4 separate regions of the Mus musculus genome follow, and all the other regions are linked to region 1. Evidence: chromatin contacts called from public HiChIP or PLAC-seq and promoter capture Hi-C data. All regions are on one chromosome and are shown on one strand. The core of a region is the stretch at or near the end of the contact, and the rest is flanking DNA. Distances in the headings are between cores, read along the strand shown.

The links. HiChIP or PLAC-seq counts read pairs in DNA pulled down with a chosen protein or histone mark. Capture Hi-C pulls out chosen DNA fragments and counts their contacts.
Region 2: a contact with region 1 is called in a promoter capture Hi-C map of adipose tissue. The contact joins the promoter of Fuca2 here to the promoter of Aig1 in region 1. A contact is called at or near these places in 1 of 484 Hi-C or Micro-C datasets (cardiomyocytes), 2 of 115 datasets of contacts at active chromatin or transcription factors (bone marrow-derived macrophages and embryonic stem cells) and 2 of 9 other capture datasets (adipose tissue and liver).
Region 3: a contact with region 1 is called in an H3K4me3 HiChIP or PLAC-seq map of bone marrow-derived macrophages, with 4 times the contacts expected there. The contact joins the enhancer-like site here to the promoter of Aig1 in region 1. A contact is called at or near these places in 4 of 39 promoter capture datasets (the 3T3-L1 cell line, liver, macrophages and 1 more), 2 of 115 datasets of contacts at active chromatin or transcription factors (T-cell acute lymphoblastic leukemia and bone marrow-derived macrophages) and 3 of 9 other capture datasets (adipose tissue, liver and pancreatic islet).
Region 4: a contact with region 1 is called in an H3K27ac HiChIP or PLAC-seq map of embryonic fibroblasts, with 6 times the contacts expected there. The contact joins the enhancer-like site here to the promoter of Aig1 in region 1. A contact is called at or near these places in 7 of 39 promoter capture datasets (the C10 cell line, cranial neural crest, embryonic stem cells and 3 more), 1 of 15 datasets of contacts at CTCF or cohesin (the NIH/3T3 cell line), 1 of 484 Hi-C or Micro-C datasets (bone marrow-derived macrophages), 4 of 115 datasets of contacts at active chromatin or transcription factors (bone marrow-derived macrophages, double positive thymocytes, embryonic fibroblasts and 1 more) and 2 of 9 other capture datasets (adipose tissue and pancreatic islet).

The regions. Positions count from the first base shown.
Region 1 is chr10:13,867,223-13,870,648 of GRCm38.p6, reverse strand. It overlaps Aig1 (androgen-induced 1), which reads left to right and starts at 1,692. Exons shown (of 6, transcript NM_001347362.1): 1 at 1,692-2,031. The coding sequence starts at 1,891.
Region 2 is chr10:13,499,527-13,502,952 of GRCm38.p6, reverse strand. Fuca2 (fucosidase, alpha-L- 2, plasma) reads right to left here and starts at 1,925. Exons shown (of 7, transcript NM_025799.5): 1 at 1,580-1,925. The coding sequence starts at 1,785.
Region 3 is chr10:14,172,506-14,175,931 of GRCm38.p6, reverse strand. No RefSeq gene overlaps it. Among named protein-coding and RNA genes, the nearest start is that of Gm51759, 47 kb to the right of the region's middle. Within about 2 kb of position 1,616, at least 21 of the 459 cell types and tissues checked have an H3K27ac peak or open chromatin away from gene starts, as enhancers often do. A contact at or near this core is called in bone marrow-derived macrophages, where this site is marked.
Region 4 is chr10:13,594,430-13,597,855 of GRCm38.p6, reverse strand. No RefSeq gene overlaps it. Among named protein-coding and RNA genes, the nearest start is that of Pex3, 43 kb to the right of the region's middle. Within about 2 kb of position 1,630, at least 63 of the 459 cell types and tissues checked have an H3K27ac peak or open chromatin away from gene starts, as enhancers often do. A contact at or near this core is called in the NIH/3T3 cell line, double positive thymocytes and embryonic fibroblasts, where this site is marked.

The sequences.
Region 1 (3,426 bases), core at 443-2,942:
CACGCTATGAAAATATGATCAAGAATCTCAAGAATCTGGGATTGACATTTTTAATGAAGCACAATTTCAGCCCAGGTTTATATAAAATGTTCCATTATTAAAAACACAAAATCATCTCACAAGAAGATAATCAATCAAGATAATGAAAGCAAGTCTGTTAAAATCGTCTCAAAACACCCCTCTGGGGATTGGCAGGGAGAGCAACAGAACTCTTGATGTCATAGTAATTATTCAAAAATTCTCCATAGTAAACTCTTAAATAGCTTCATAAAACAATACTTTATAATTATGGGAATGGGTAGAAATCTTGTGAACTACTTTCTCAAATGTAAAGTAGGAGGGTTGTATCAAACTTTGTAATATCACATCACTTTATAAAACTTCATTAGGCCCAAGTGAGAGGGCTTCAGTAAATTCATTTTTTCTTGTAATTATATGAACATTCATTAAGGACACACACACACACACACACACACACACACACACACACACACACGCAAATAGATCCTGTTTAAACATGAGTATGAACTCATAAATTCTGAGTGAAGAATGCTTTATGCTAGTAATATCATCTTGTGATTTCAGTTTCTTTCAGCATAATTATGTCAATTAAAAAGACCTAGTGGCTCTCTTCCCTAGTGGAGTGGAAAAAACTACGAGTCGGATTTGTTTGCTTCTCTTTACCTCTGAGACTATGCTTTCCCCTAGACCTTCCCACCACACCCTCTGACTCAGAGACTATTTGAATGGGACACCTGTTTTGAATGGATCCACAGGAAATACTCATGTGGTCTTCTCATAACCGGACCCTTTATCTGGTTGGTTGAAACATGATCATGATTTAAAAGAAAACAAAAACCCTACTCTGCCCACAGACTGTTGCAACTTCCCTGTGACAACATTTACTGGAAGGCTGAGGGAATCCAGTTTATATTTACTTTCCTCCCATTCAGCTCTGGTGCGGTAGTATAAGGGAGGTGGGTTGGGAAATGTCGAAGTGCAAAAGGAATTTTAACTCCGAAAGATTTGTATTAAATCACACATGCGTGGGTGAGGTTTACATCCTCCGGGTGGTTTGACTTTCAAATGGAATGCTGTCTCGTAGCAGTCATGGCAATCAGCACAGATTTCTATTTATAAAACTTGCCCTGGTCAGTAATTGCTAAAGTAGCTTGCCATCAAGCCTCATGACCTGAGTTCGATGGAGGGGACTCACACCTGAGCTGTCCTCTGGCCTCCACGTTTGTCCTGTGGTACATGCATATACCCACAAGACGTAATAAAAAGTTTAAAAAAGAATTTGTTCAAAGCTCGTGCATACTGATAAATTATTAAAGCCTTGTGAAATTTATAAGGGGCTTCACAGTCATAAATGCTCATTAACATTAAACCCTCAACTGAATCCTAAGTAATGGGTGTCACTGGAGGGGGACTGTGTGTGGCTTTACACGTTCTGACCCCATCTGGTGCCATGGCAGCCAGCACCAGCTGCCCGGGGATGCCGGGTCCGGACCGGTTCGGTCAGGTCCTTCCCGTCTGGAACCGTGGTTGCCCGAAAGGCGCTCCCACCTTGGAGGCCGGGGGGGGGGGGGGGGGGTGGACCTCGCGGACCGCCTAGGGGGCGCCCGGCCGGTACGACGAACGCCGCTGCAGAATGACGCAGATGACGCCAGAGATGACACCAGGCCGCCAGCTCGCGTAGGCTGCACTGCCGCCCCGCCCGCGCAGGTCTCCGGTGCGCTCGGCGCCGCCACTGTCCCCGGGGACGCGCCCCGCCTCCTGCGCTCCGCCCCTCGCCGCGCCGCGCCCCGGTTCCCACGGCGCCCGGCACCGCGGAGCAGCTCGCCTGCCCTCCCCACGAGCAGCCCGGCGGGGCCAGGCCGCGCGAACATGGCGCTTGTCCCCTGCCAGGTGCTGCGGGTAGCAATCCTGCTATCCTATTGCTCCATCCTGTGCAACTACAAGGCCATCGAAATGCCCTCGCATCAGACCTACGGAGGCAGCTGGAAGTTCCTGACCTTCATTGATCTGGTAAGGCCGTGGGCTGCACCCCCGTGTGCGTGCGTGCGTGTTTGTGCGTGTTTGTGCGTGTGTGCGTGTTTGTGCCTGTGTGTGTGTCACGGGAGCACCAACGCGTGCTGGCCACCAACAGCCACGCTGGGCTCCACTGAAGGCCTGGATGCCCTTCTCACCTTTACCTGGTAGGTAGAGGAGGAAAACATGGGAGTACAGCCAAACGGGCACAGGCCTGCTTCTAAGAAGTGACCAGGGAATAGGATTGTGCCACCAAAAGCATCTGTTGGCCCCGATCATGAGTGCCCTCAGATTAATTCTCCACCGAAGTGTTTTCCAGAACCACATGCAAAGGTAAACTTGCAGCACCCAAAGGAGACATGAGTATTGTCTGGTTCCATGGAGCATGGCTTAGAAACACACAAACACACCTCCTTCCGGAGGAGGGAAATCGCCCCATAGGAAAAAACCCTTGCACATGTTTTTCTGCCCACTGTCAACAATTTGTTTAAAACTCTTTCTAGAAACACTGAGAGAGCAGTTCACGGTGAGGCTCCACCTGGCAACTACTGAACTTCTAGTCGTTCACATTGAAAGCCTGCAGTTTGTGTAATCATCTGTTCTGTTGACACGTGATAATTTTAAAGAGGAGCAGACAACGATAATTATTTTTAAGTTTTTATACCTTGGGTACCGAAAGCACTCCTGTAGATAATCAGAGGGCACAATGCCTTGTAATGACTTGGGGTAGGTGTAGAGCTTTGAAAAGTCACCAAGACTAAGTCATAAATACATTCAAAGGTTATCAAACAAGGGTCGTGTATGGAAACACAAGCAATTAAAAGATCACGGAGAAAAACATACAATCAACTCCTGGAACGCAAAGACTCTGAGGTTATGCATAAGCTTGGTGCAATCACAAGGTTGGCACAAATTTTCTTGACCCTCCACTTTGACAAATTTGAACCTATTTGAATATCGTTCCGTCGGTGTAAGATGCCTAAAGAGATACAGGTAGATGTTTTCAAAAAACCTTCTATTTTCAATATATAAGATATACGCAACTTTTCCCACCTGCCTCTAGGCAAAGGGCTGCCTGGTGTTGCCTGCCTGAGTTGGGCTTTTCAACTTCTTATTGGAATTAACTTCCGTCTGAATATATGCATTCCCTACCAGCGTCTTTTTCCTCCTACTGTCTGCCCACCTGAAGAACACATGATAGGACTTTGCTCTCAGCTTCTTGTAGCTTTCATATAGATGGCTAACTCTGGGAGTACCTGCCTGGATGGGCTGATTGGCTAGTCAGTGGAGACTGGCTTTGCCAGATGTGTGGTACAGCAAGCAGATGTTCGCATATACAGAGTATACTCAATCTTCAGTAGCCCCAAGGCTCTGATAGTTATGCATAGAAAG
Region 2 (3,426 bases), core at 676-3,175, 370 kb after region 1:
CTGGTGGGTTTGCATTAAGGACAGCTTATGCAAACTGAATCTCTGGCCATATTCTCTGTCTTTTCCTTTGTGTAGTCCTCCTGTAACCCAGCCACCGATTCTCCAAATTCCCCACTTTAAGTCATGATATCATCTTTGCCTTCACACACTAGCTCACTGTGGAACTTAAGTGGCTAAGATTTCAAGACAAGACGACATACCTAAAACATAACTTGCATCGGTCCTAGTCAGTAACAGAAAACATTTTGGGTAGATAGGGAGAAACATTTCCAAGGGCCGGGCAGTTCCCACAGTTGGCACGGCCTTTGCCTGCCTGAGATTAGATTCAAAGCCCTCACAGGCAGCAAGCAGCTTGTCGTCTATCAGACCCAAAGTCACATGCCTACTTCAGAAACATCCCTCACCGCAACCCATGCTGGCTGGTGGATCAGACAGATAATGGGATCTCCTAGTGAAGAGAGAAGCTGGCTTTCAGGTTAGCGATAGTTAAAGAGTGAACAAGTTTGTGTTGCCTGTCTACCGTCATGTGACTATGAAGATACTGTGGGGTAATATATCTCTATTATTGCCCCTTTGCTCTGCTTTGGGTTTTTGATGCTTTAGCATTCAAGGATCTTCACGTCATAGCTGAACCAGGAAGCATTTATTGTAAATTTTCTGATTTTCTTTTTAATTACATGTGTGCGTGTGTGTAGGCGTGTGCATGTGAGGGGGGGGCTTTGGGAGCACGAACCCCCCCCCCCGGAACCAGAATGACCAGATGGTTGTGAGCCTCCCAGGGCGGGTGTGAGGAGTCAGACTAAGGTCCTCTACAAGAGCAGTGTCTTAGTTAAGAGTCTTACTGCTGTGAACAGACATCATGACCAGGGCAGCTCTTATAAGGACAACATTTAATTGGGGCTGGCTTACAGGTTCAGAGGTTCTGTTCATTATCATCAAGGTAGAAAGCATTGCATGGTACAGGAGGAGCTGAGAGCTCTACATCTTCATCTGAAGGCTGCTAGCAGAATACTGGCTTCCAGGTAGCTAGGATGAGGGTCTTAAATCCCACACCCACAGTGACACACCTATTCTAACACGGCCACACTTTCTAATAGTGCCACTCCCTGGGCCGAGCATATACAAATCACAAGCAGTATGGGCCCTTAACCAGTGAGAAATTTCACCAGCCCTTTTGAAAATTCTTCAAATTCTGGGACTGGTACTCCCTCAATCACGCAGGCATTGCCACTGCTATAGGGAGGCCCACCTGCAGAGTGCCTAAGAACTCCGGTGTGAGTTTGTGTGTGTGTGTGTGTGTGTGTGTGTGTGTGTGTGAGAGAGAGAGAGAGAGAGAGAGAGAGAGAGAGAGACAGAGAGACAGAGAGAGAGAGACAGAGAGAGAGAGACAGACAGAGACAGAGACAGACAGAGACAGAGACAGACAGAGACAGAGAGAGACAGAGACTGCCACTGTCTGGGGTGACATAAAGCCCAGTGTGAGTGTGTGTGTGTGTGTGTGTGTGTGTGTGTGTGTGCGCCCGCGCGCGCGCGCGCCCGCGTCCGTGCCCGAGCCCTTTGGGCAAAGGTATGCACTTACCAGAACCATTCACTACCAAAGCTGGGCACGGAGAACACTCCCCAGTGGATAAAGATGCCGAACTTGGCCTGGTCGAACCAGGCTGGCAGCGGGCGTCTGTCCAGAGATTCCCAAGTGGGGTCATAGCTAAGGGCTCTCGTGACCCCCCAAGGCCTCAGGAGCGGCAGCAGCAGCAGCGGCAGAAGCATCAGGAACCCCAGGCGCATGCGCGCCAGCCTGGGATCCTCGGGGGAACCGCCAGTCACCAGGGAAGCCGGGAACCTTCTCTGTCAGCCGCAGAAGCTGCCTAGCGCTGGCCTTCCGGCTTCTGCTAAGTGTACCCTGCTCCTGTCACCTGACCCAGACCGGTTTGGTCAGATGACTACTGTGATCTGGAGTAGGGAGTGGCCAGGAGTTTTAATGAGCTCTGGTTACTTAAGGACCCCAAGAAGGTTGCATTACTCAGGTGCACAACCAAGGAAGTCAGTTTTTGCCCACCCTCCTCATTTTTAACAGCCCTTGGCTCTGTTTCCCAGTCAGATCTGATCTACTTAGCCAAGACGCCCGGTTTGTCTGCTGTGAGACAAAAACCTAAAGGATGGTCTTTGACCCACGACCTCCCTCCCCAAGGACTCCTAACAGAAAACTCTCAAGAGGTCACCTCGACCACCAGGCCCTGGTGGCTTTATGTGTCAGAGCTGTCTGCCCTACCGTGGGACTGGAGCCTGAGACAGGAACTTCGTGGGCTGCTCAGGGCTTTTGAGGAAGCTCCCATGGCTCTCAGCCTTTGGGTCTGCCTCTGCCATCCTCGAATTTGTAGCCGATGAAATCCCAAAGTTTGGGTTCAGCCAATCTGGGTTCGGGTCCAAGATTTTACATTTCTACTCAGGCTCTTGTTATTTCTGACTTTGGTTGTTGGTGGAACAAACTTTTCTGAGAAACTGCGTTAGGAAATAAGGCAATCTTAGTTGAATGAATGTTTAAGAAGTTTGTATAGAAGGAGGGTTTGGGAACCTGCTGGGGTGGCTGAGTGCTTGCCTAGAATGCAATAAAACCAGAGTAGTGGTCAACACAGCAGTGTGGAAACAGAAACAGGAGAATCAGAGTTCAAGGTCATCTTCGACTACATAGAGAGCTACATGAGACGCTGTCTCAAAAATCAGGAAGGAAAAAAAGGAGAGGAAGGAGGGTTGGAGGGAGGAAAGGAGGGAGGGAATGAAAGTACGATCTGGGAGCCGTAGTTCAGTAATAAATGTCCTAGAGCTGTGTGTGTGTGTGTGTGAGAGAGAGAGAGAGAGAGAGAGAGAGAGAGAGAGAGAGAGAGACGGAGACAGAGACAGAGAGACAGAGAGAGACAGAGAGACAGAGAGAGACAGAGAGACAGAGAGAGAGGAACCTTCAGGTAGACTTAAAGAAAAGGAGCCAGTCACTTAGAATAATCATCAAAGTTACATCTTCAGGAACTGTATCCTAAAGTTATTTAAATGCCATTGGCCTAAAGCCGGAATCTCTACTGCTTCCGCTTTGGCAAAACCCTTATCCTTTTGTGGTACATTTCAAATGCCACCTCCTCCAGGATGCTCTGTGCCATAACCACCCCTCCCCCAATAACATCCCACTTCCTCCCAAGTGCCTCCATAGGACACCGTATCCTAACCACTAACACAGGAGTCCACAGGTGGTTTCAGAGTTGGCTGGCTAGAGATCCCAATCGCCTTAGACTGTGAGTTCCTTAAGAACACTTACAATCTCTTCCTGGGTGCCATGCTTTTCAGGGCAGCAGAGCCTGGCACAGAGCAACACTTACAATGTGTTTTCTGGAGTTGTCAGTGTACTGCAGTTCTCCTTGCTGAATGAACCAAGACGGA
Region 3 (3,426 bases), core at 367-2,866, 310 kb before region 1:
AATAACATGGTTATTTAAAGATTTCTTTTTGTCTTCATGAAAGCCCAGGAGAGAAACAAATTTTACCACATGAAATAGTCCTACTGAGCATCTCTAACTGGAGCTGCTGATCCTAGTACATTGGATTGTAAGAGAATTGTTTCCAGGATCAAAAGGGAAACTGTTGCAACCCAGACAGCTCATTTGTTCAGAAATGCAAATGGGTTATAGTAATCTGTGCTTTCAGGACTCTCTGCATCCCTCCTTGGGCTCAGTGAATCATGGAAAACTAGTGACGCCAAGTCCAGTAATATCACCAACTTCAACCTTTGCGCTACTGCATGGGGCATGTGTCTTCAGAGGAATAAAGTCAAGCACAAATGTCCAAAATCATGCAGCAGCATCACCAGTATCTGTAAACCTTTGTGATTGGCATGACAACTAAAAACACACAGCATCCTTTGCCATTCAGCCACAGGTCTTACTGACAGAGCACAGTGGCTGTGTTCCTTATAAGCACGGAAGCTAATAATACTTAATTTTGAAACAAATTCTTATTATCTATCTAGGTCCTGTTAGGAATTTGCTGTTTTGTCTGGTTTAATGTCAGCATCAAATCAAATTTTGAGTTGATTGCGTGATCTAAATTTCATTTTACTGATGAGAAAACTCAAGCAGAAAGTGATTAAATAATTCGCCCAAACATAAGCAGCTAATATATTGCACTTCCAGGATTTTCAACCTGGAAGTGTGCTTTCAGAATTCATGCTTTTGACCATTAGAGTGTATTGCCTCCCAACAAAGCATTTCAAGGGTTAAGACTCGGAAGAGCTTCCAACTGATTGAATCCAAGGTAAAAAGAGTAATGTAAAGAAATCATGGTGTCAGCAGAGAGAGAGAAGAGAGCAAACAGAATTCTCCTGGTATTGAGTTAAACACTTGAACTAACCCAGTACTGTGAGTATAAGGGACCTCATTTGGCCTTCGCTCATCTCAACCTACCTGTCCCATGAGGGTGCAAACGACAAAGGCAACATGGATTAGCAAGGAGCTTTATTTAACAAACCAAAACATTCGAAGAACCATGGAGTAGTGATCCTCACTTAGCAAGATTACTATCATTAAGAATTTTCTTCTCAGCCTGGACTTGGTGGCCTTTAATCCCAGAATTTGAGAGGCAGAGGCAGGTGGATCTTTATGAGCTCAAGGCCAGCTTCTTCTACAAAATGAGTTCCAGGACAGGCAAGGCTTCACAGAAAAACCCTGTCTCCAAAAAAGAAAAAGGAAAAAAGAAAAAAGGAAAAGGAAAAAAAGAGAGAGAGCTCTCTAGATTTTTCTTCTCAGGAAGATCCTCTGAAGGATGTAGTTTGCATATTCATTCTTCACTTACGATCACTTGTTCATATGTGGCAGAAAAATCTCTCCCCAGACAGGGAAAGGTTTTGGATAGAAGAGGAATTGAGGAGAAGAAGGAAGAGATGTTTGAGGAATCGAAAGTCTCCCACCCCCGCCGGCCACCCCCACACCCCACTGATTTCCTGATCATGACCTTGAAGTGAACTTCTGGAGTTCCTTCCTTCTTTCTTTCTGCTGGGGTTTTCCAGCTTCCATGGAGTTCTCAGAATGTAGTCTCCTTTCTAGTTACTTCCCCTTTCAACAGCGACAGAGCAACAGGATCACCCAGGGGCCCTGGTCTCCACCACTCTCTGCAGCACACAGAGATGCCCTTTCACCAGGGACAAGCCCTGTTTTGAAGGTCAGCCTCTTGGATGGAAGCAGAGCTGAAAGTTAGAGTCTCAAGGGACAGGGAAAGCAGAAAGAAAGAAAGGAAGAAAGAAAGAAAGAAAGAAAGAAAGAAAGAAAGAAAGAAAGAAAGAAAGAAAGAAAGAAAGAAAGAAAGAAAGAAAGAAAGAGAGAGAGAAAGAAAGAAAATATCTCTCTGTCTCCATTAGATAGAAGTTTTGGGGCTGTGGGGGGTGGGGGGGAGGTGGGAATCTCTCTTTTACATAGCTCTGACTGTCATGGGACTTGCTTTATAGAACGGGATGGCAGGATGTCCTTGAACTCACAGACCTCCGTCTGCCTCTGCCTCCCAAATATTAGGAGAAAAGGTGTGTACCACCATGCCCAGCATCCCCTTGGATGAGAGTTTGCTCTAGAGTTTTGGTGAATACTGTCTATTTGGGTTAAATAAATAAATAAATAAATTTCCCAATTTGTTAAAAAAAAAAAAAGTAGAACAAAACTGTCGGAACAGATATAGTTTCAACAACTCACTTCACAGGTTGAGGAATTGAGATTTAGAGAAGTGATTAGCCCTGAGGATGCAGCTGAGTGACAAAGAGATTAGCCTGGTATAGGCGATTCTCTATGTTCCATCCCAACTGCTGCAGAGAGTCAACTAACTTGGTCTCTCGGCAGCTCTCAGAGACTGAGCTACCAACCAAAGAGCATACACAGGTTGGACTGAGGCCCGGGCACATAGGGCTGCCTTGTCTGGCCACAATGAAAGAGGATGTGTCTAACCCTGCAGAGACTTGATGTGCCAGAGTAGGAGGATAAGGGGGTGACATCCTCTCAGGGGAAAAGAGGAGGGGAAAGGGAATCTGGGAGGGGGCACTGGGAGGGAGACAGTGTTGGGATGTAAATAAATATTTTTATTACATATTTTCTTCATTTGCATTTCAAATGCTATCCAGAATGTCCCCTATACACCCCCATCCCCGCCCTGCTCCCCAACCCACCCACTCCTGCTTCCTGGCCCTAGCATTCCCCTGTACTGGGGCATCTGATCTTCCGAAAGACCAAGGGCCTTTCCTCCCCTTGATGGCCTACTAGAGACACAGTTGGGGGGGTGGGGCAGGGTACTGGTTAGTTCATATTGTTATTCCACCTATAGGGTTGCAGACCCCTTTAGCTCCTTGGGTACTTCCTCTAGCTTCTCCATTGGGGGCCCTGTGTTCCATTCAATAGATGACTGTGAGCATCTACTTCTGTAATGGCCAGACACTGGCATAGCCTCACAAGACATAGCTATATCAGAGTCCTGTCAGCAAAATCTTTCTGGCATATGCACTAGTGTGTGGGTTTGGTGGTTGTATATGGAATGGATCCCCGGATGGGACAGTCTCTGGATGGTCCTTTCTTTCGTCTCAGCTCCAAACATTGTCTCTGTAACTCCTTCCATGGGTATTTTGTTCCCCATTCCAAGAAGGAACGAAGTATCCACACTTTGGTCTTTCTTCTTGAGTTTCATGCATTTTTCAAATTGTATCTTGGGTAGTCTAAGTTTCTGGGTTAATATCCACTTATCAATGAGTGCATACCATGTGTATGATTTGAGGATTGGGTTACCTCACTCAGGATGAAATCCTCCAGGTCCATTCATTTGCCTAGAAATTTCATAAATTCATTGTTTTTAATAGCTGAGTAGTACTCCATTATGTA
Region 4 (3,426 bases), core at 381-2,880, 270 kb after region 1:
CAGGTTGTAGAAAATGGCACGGCCATCACTTTCCCAAAGGTGCTATAAAATAATAATGCTTGTGGAGGGACCCTGGCTGGAATTGCATTAAAGGACCGCTGGAAGTGAAAGCGACTTGGGCGTTCCCTCTGACCAGTCACTTAGCAGAGCAGAGACAGCCTTGGCTCTGTCATGATGCTATTCATGTGTCACAGCTGTAAGTGAATCTGTGACACCCCACGAGAGGCCACTGATAACAATATGACAACTCACCAGCCCCCCACCCTTTTTCTTTAGGAAGACATGCGATATCCTTCAAATACAATGTTTATATGTATAACAAGGTCAGAGGAGCGTTGAGGGTGTGAATGCTAAATCAGCACCAGGCACATGTGCTGTCCTCAGAACAAGGCATCAATCACACGGCCAGGGATAGGCCACACCAGCAGGTTTCTCATTTTATTTTATTATTTTTTGATAGAGCTCCATATAGTTCTGTTCTGGCTGGAATCTTATTTAATGGTCTTAATGAGCACATTAGCTGTGATTTAACGCTAAGTTTGAATGAAAAGCACACAGATTTGACATGTTTCTTGGCAACAGCTTTTGACAAAAAAAAAAAAAAAAAACAAACGACGTGTTTGTCTTTAGTTTTGTGCTGGGAGTCTTCAGTGGGAAGTCTCTTGAATTAAAACATCCTCTTTAGAGGTTGAAATTGAGCTTTTTTTTTTTTTCACGCGTTTTAGTGCATACGCCCACAGGCACTCCCATGCACACCAAACCAAGTGTGGGCTTGCTCAGTCCAGGAGTAGTCACTGACCTGTGGCAAGTCATGTCCACAAGGCAAGGCAGCAGCAGTGAGGCCTGAGCGCTCTGTGGGGCAAGGTTAAGAGATCTAAGGCATCCCCCACCGCACACAGCATTTTCCCCTGAGCTTGGCCTTCATGTTTCTCCTTGAATTATGAAAGCTCGGTGAGGAAAACACAAAGAAATGTCGACACAGACATGAGAGCCAGGGGAAGAAATGACTTCTCTAGAACAGCAGTTCTCAAACTGCGGGGTTGTGACCATTTTGGGGCTCAAACGACCATTTCATAGGGCAGGAGACTATCAGAAAACACAGATGTTTACATCACAATTCATAAGAGTAGCAAACATTACAGCTATGATATATCAATAAAAATAATTTTATTTTTGGAGGAGGGTTACCACAACATGGGGAACTGTATTAAAAGGTCCCAGCATTAGGAAGGTTGAGAACTGATCTTGGTGGTTACAGTGGCCTCTATTCTATCTCCTTTCCTGTGTTGTAGAGCTAAGCATCTCACAAGTATGGACTCAACAGGCTACATATCCCTGTCTAACTATGGATGTAATCAAACAGCAAAGGTCACTGGGGTCGCATTGATGGTGAGACCTCCAGATTCAGAGCACCAGCAGGTAGAGACCAGCCTGCTTTAAGAGTTCATAGGGTGCATTCTCCTGGCACAAGTTGAGCGAGACTACACCTCACTGTGAGCTTCTGCTGGGAATTACTGAGCCCACATGAATGTTTGGCTTCCATGGAAACAGCAGGAATGCAGGCAGGCCTTGCTGCCAGAATTTGGGCGTTGAGCATCCTAGCTGAGCTGGCCTAACCACTGACTTCCTGTGTTGTCAGTTCATGCCTCAACACCACAGCAAAGGCCAAAGAGAGCCCATAGGCACCTCGTCAAAGCCCTCAGTATGCCTGAGGCTGTTAAACTTTGCTCCTGCTGAGACAGGAGACAGGATGAGATGGCTAACTCCTGTAGACCATTGGCTATTGTGTTGCGAAGCTCCATAGGCTCTTCCTAGGGTAGCAGGCTGGCAGAGAAAACCAGGTTGTGTGCCCAACCCTGGAGTTGACAGAAGTATGTGACTTCATGCACAGCCACAGAGCTGAATATCATCTACTGCAGCAACAACAGATTCTGAACGGACATATTCATCAGGCATTTTAAACCTAATGCCATAGACAAGTATGACTTCATTGTTTTCTCAGCAATTATTATCTCTTTAGACAGGACCACAAGCATATTTCATGGAAGACCTGCGTGACTTCTCATATCAGTTAATAAAATAAGAAAATTTTTAAAAGGAAAATGAACTCACAAGGTTTTATTCTTAAATACCACTATCTGTCTGCACCTTCTTCCCTGTCAATACATTGAAAAATGAAATAGCTTTTCTTGGAAAGAGTATTGCAGATGCAAGTCCATAAACCGGGATGAGTCTGAGTGAGTATTGGTGTGGAAGGCAGCTAACAGAAGCGTCCAGGAAAGCAGGGCAGGTGGGCAGGGGTGAGGGGTTGCGGGGGGGGGGGCTGTGGGGGTTTTCCTGATGCATGTGAGATCTAAGTAAGTCTGAGGGTAGTAACCAAAAAGACCCAGTAGAGTGACTGAGCAGAGACTTGATGTAGAACATTTGTGGGATAAAACCGTTTTTTCTTTCTCAACATTCAGAAAACCTAGTAACACAGACCCATGCCTTTGTGGGAGACACGTTGACAGAACATTTTGTAGTTTAGGGTTTTTTTCTCTCATTAACCTGACTCTCAAGACATATATCTGTACTTGCAGCTAGCACCTAAGTAGCCCCTGGGTCTACAAATGTGGGTCTTGCTGGTATGGGTGTGTTGAGTAAAAAAAAAAAAAAAAAAACAACAATGTCTTTATAGGCATGAGACTTTAATGTTTGCTGAAGAAGGGGACAGGTTTCTGGGCTGTCAAATGATGAGGAAGTGGTTTGCAAAAACTGGAAAATCCATGTGAGGAGTCAAGGGGAGAAAGTAGAAGGGATTAGGAAAGACTTCTCTTGGATGCACACAACTGGGAGTTAGGAAAGATCTCTTTGGGGTGCACATAACTGGGAAGTAGGAAAGATCTCTTTGGGGTGCACACAACTGAGAGTTAGGAAAGACTTTGCTAGAAGCCCTAAACAATAAGAAATAGACAGTCTTGGGATGTGAGGTGCACACTCCATGCAGAAGGCACAGAAAAGGCAAAGGTTCTGAGGAATTGTACCGGCACACATGCCAGGGACAGAAAGCAAGCTAAGGAAAAGTGTGACCTAAAGAACTACAGACAACTAAAGAAAGCTGGGGGTTGGAGAGCTGATCTTTCCCATGGAAGAGCAAAACAATCAGTTGTTCTGTGCCAAATGGTCAAGATACACACACATACATAAATACATACGTACATGTATACACACACATACATAAATACATACGTACATGTATACACACACATACATAAATACATATGCACATGTATACACACACATACATAAATACATACGTACATGTACACACACACACATACAAACACACAGAAGTAACATTATACAAACTGAGCAGGTTATATTTTGGAGTACATATGTGTATACATATGTGCATGCAATAACAATTAATGTAAAAAAAAGTTATGA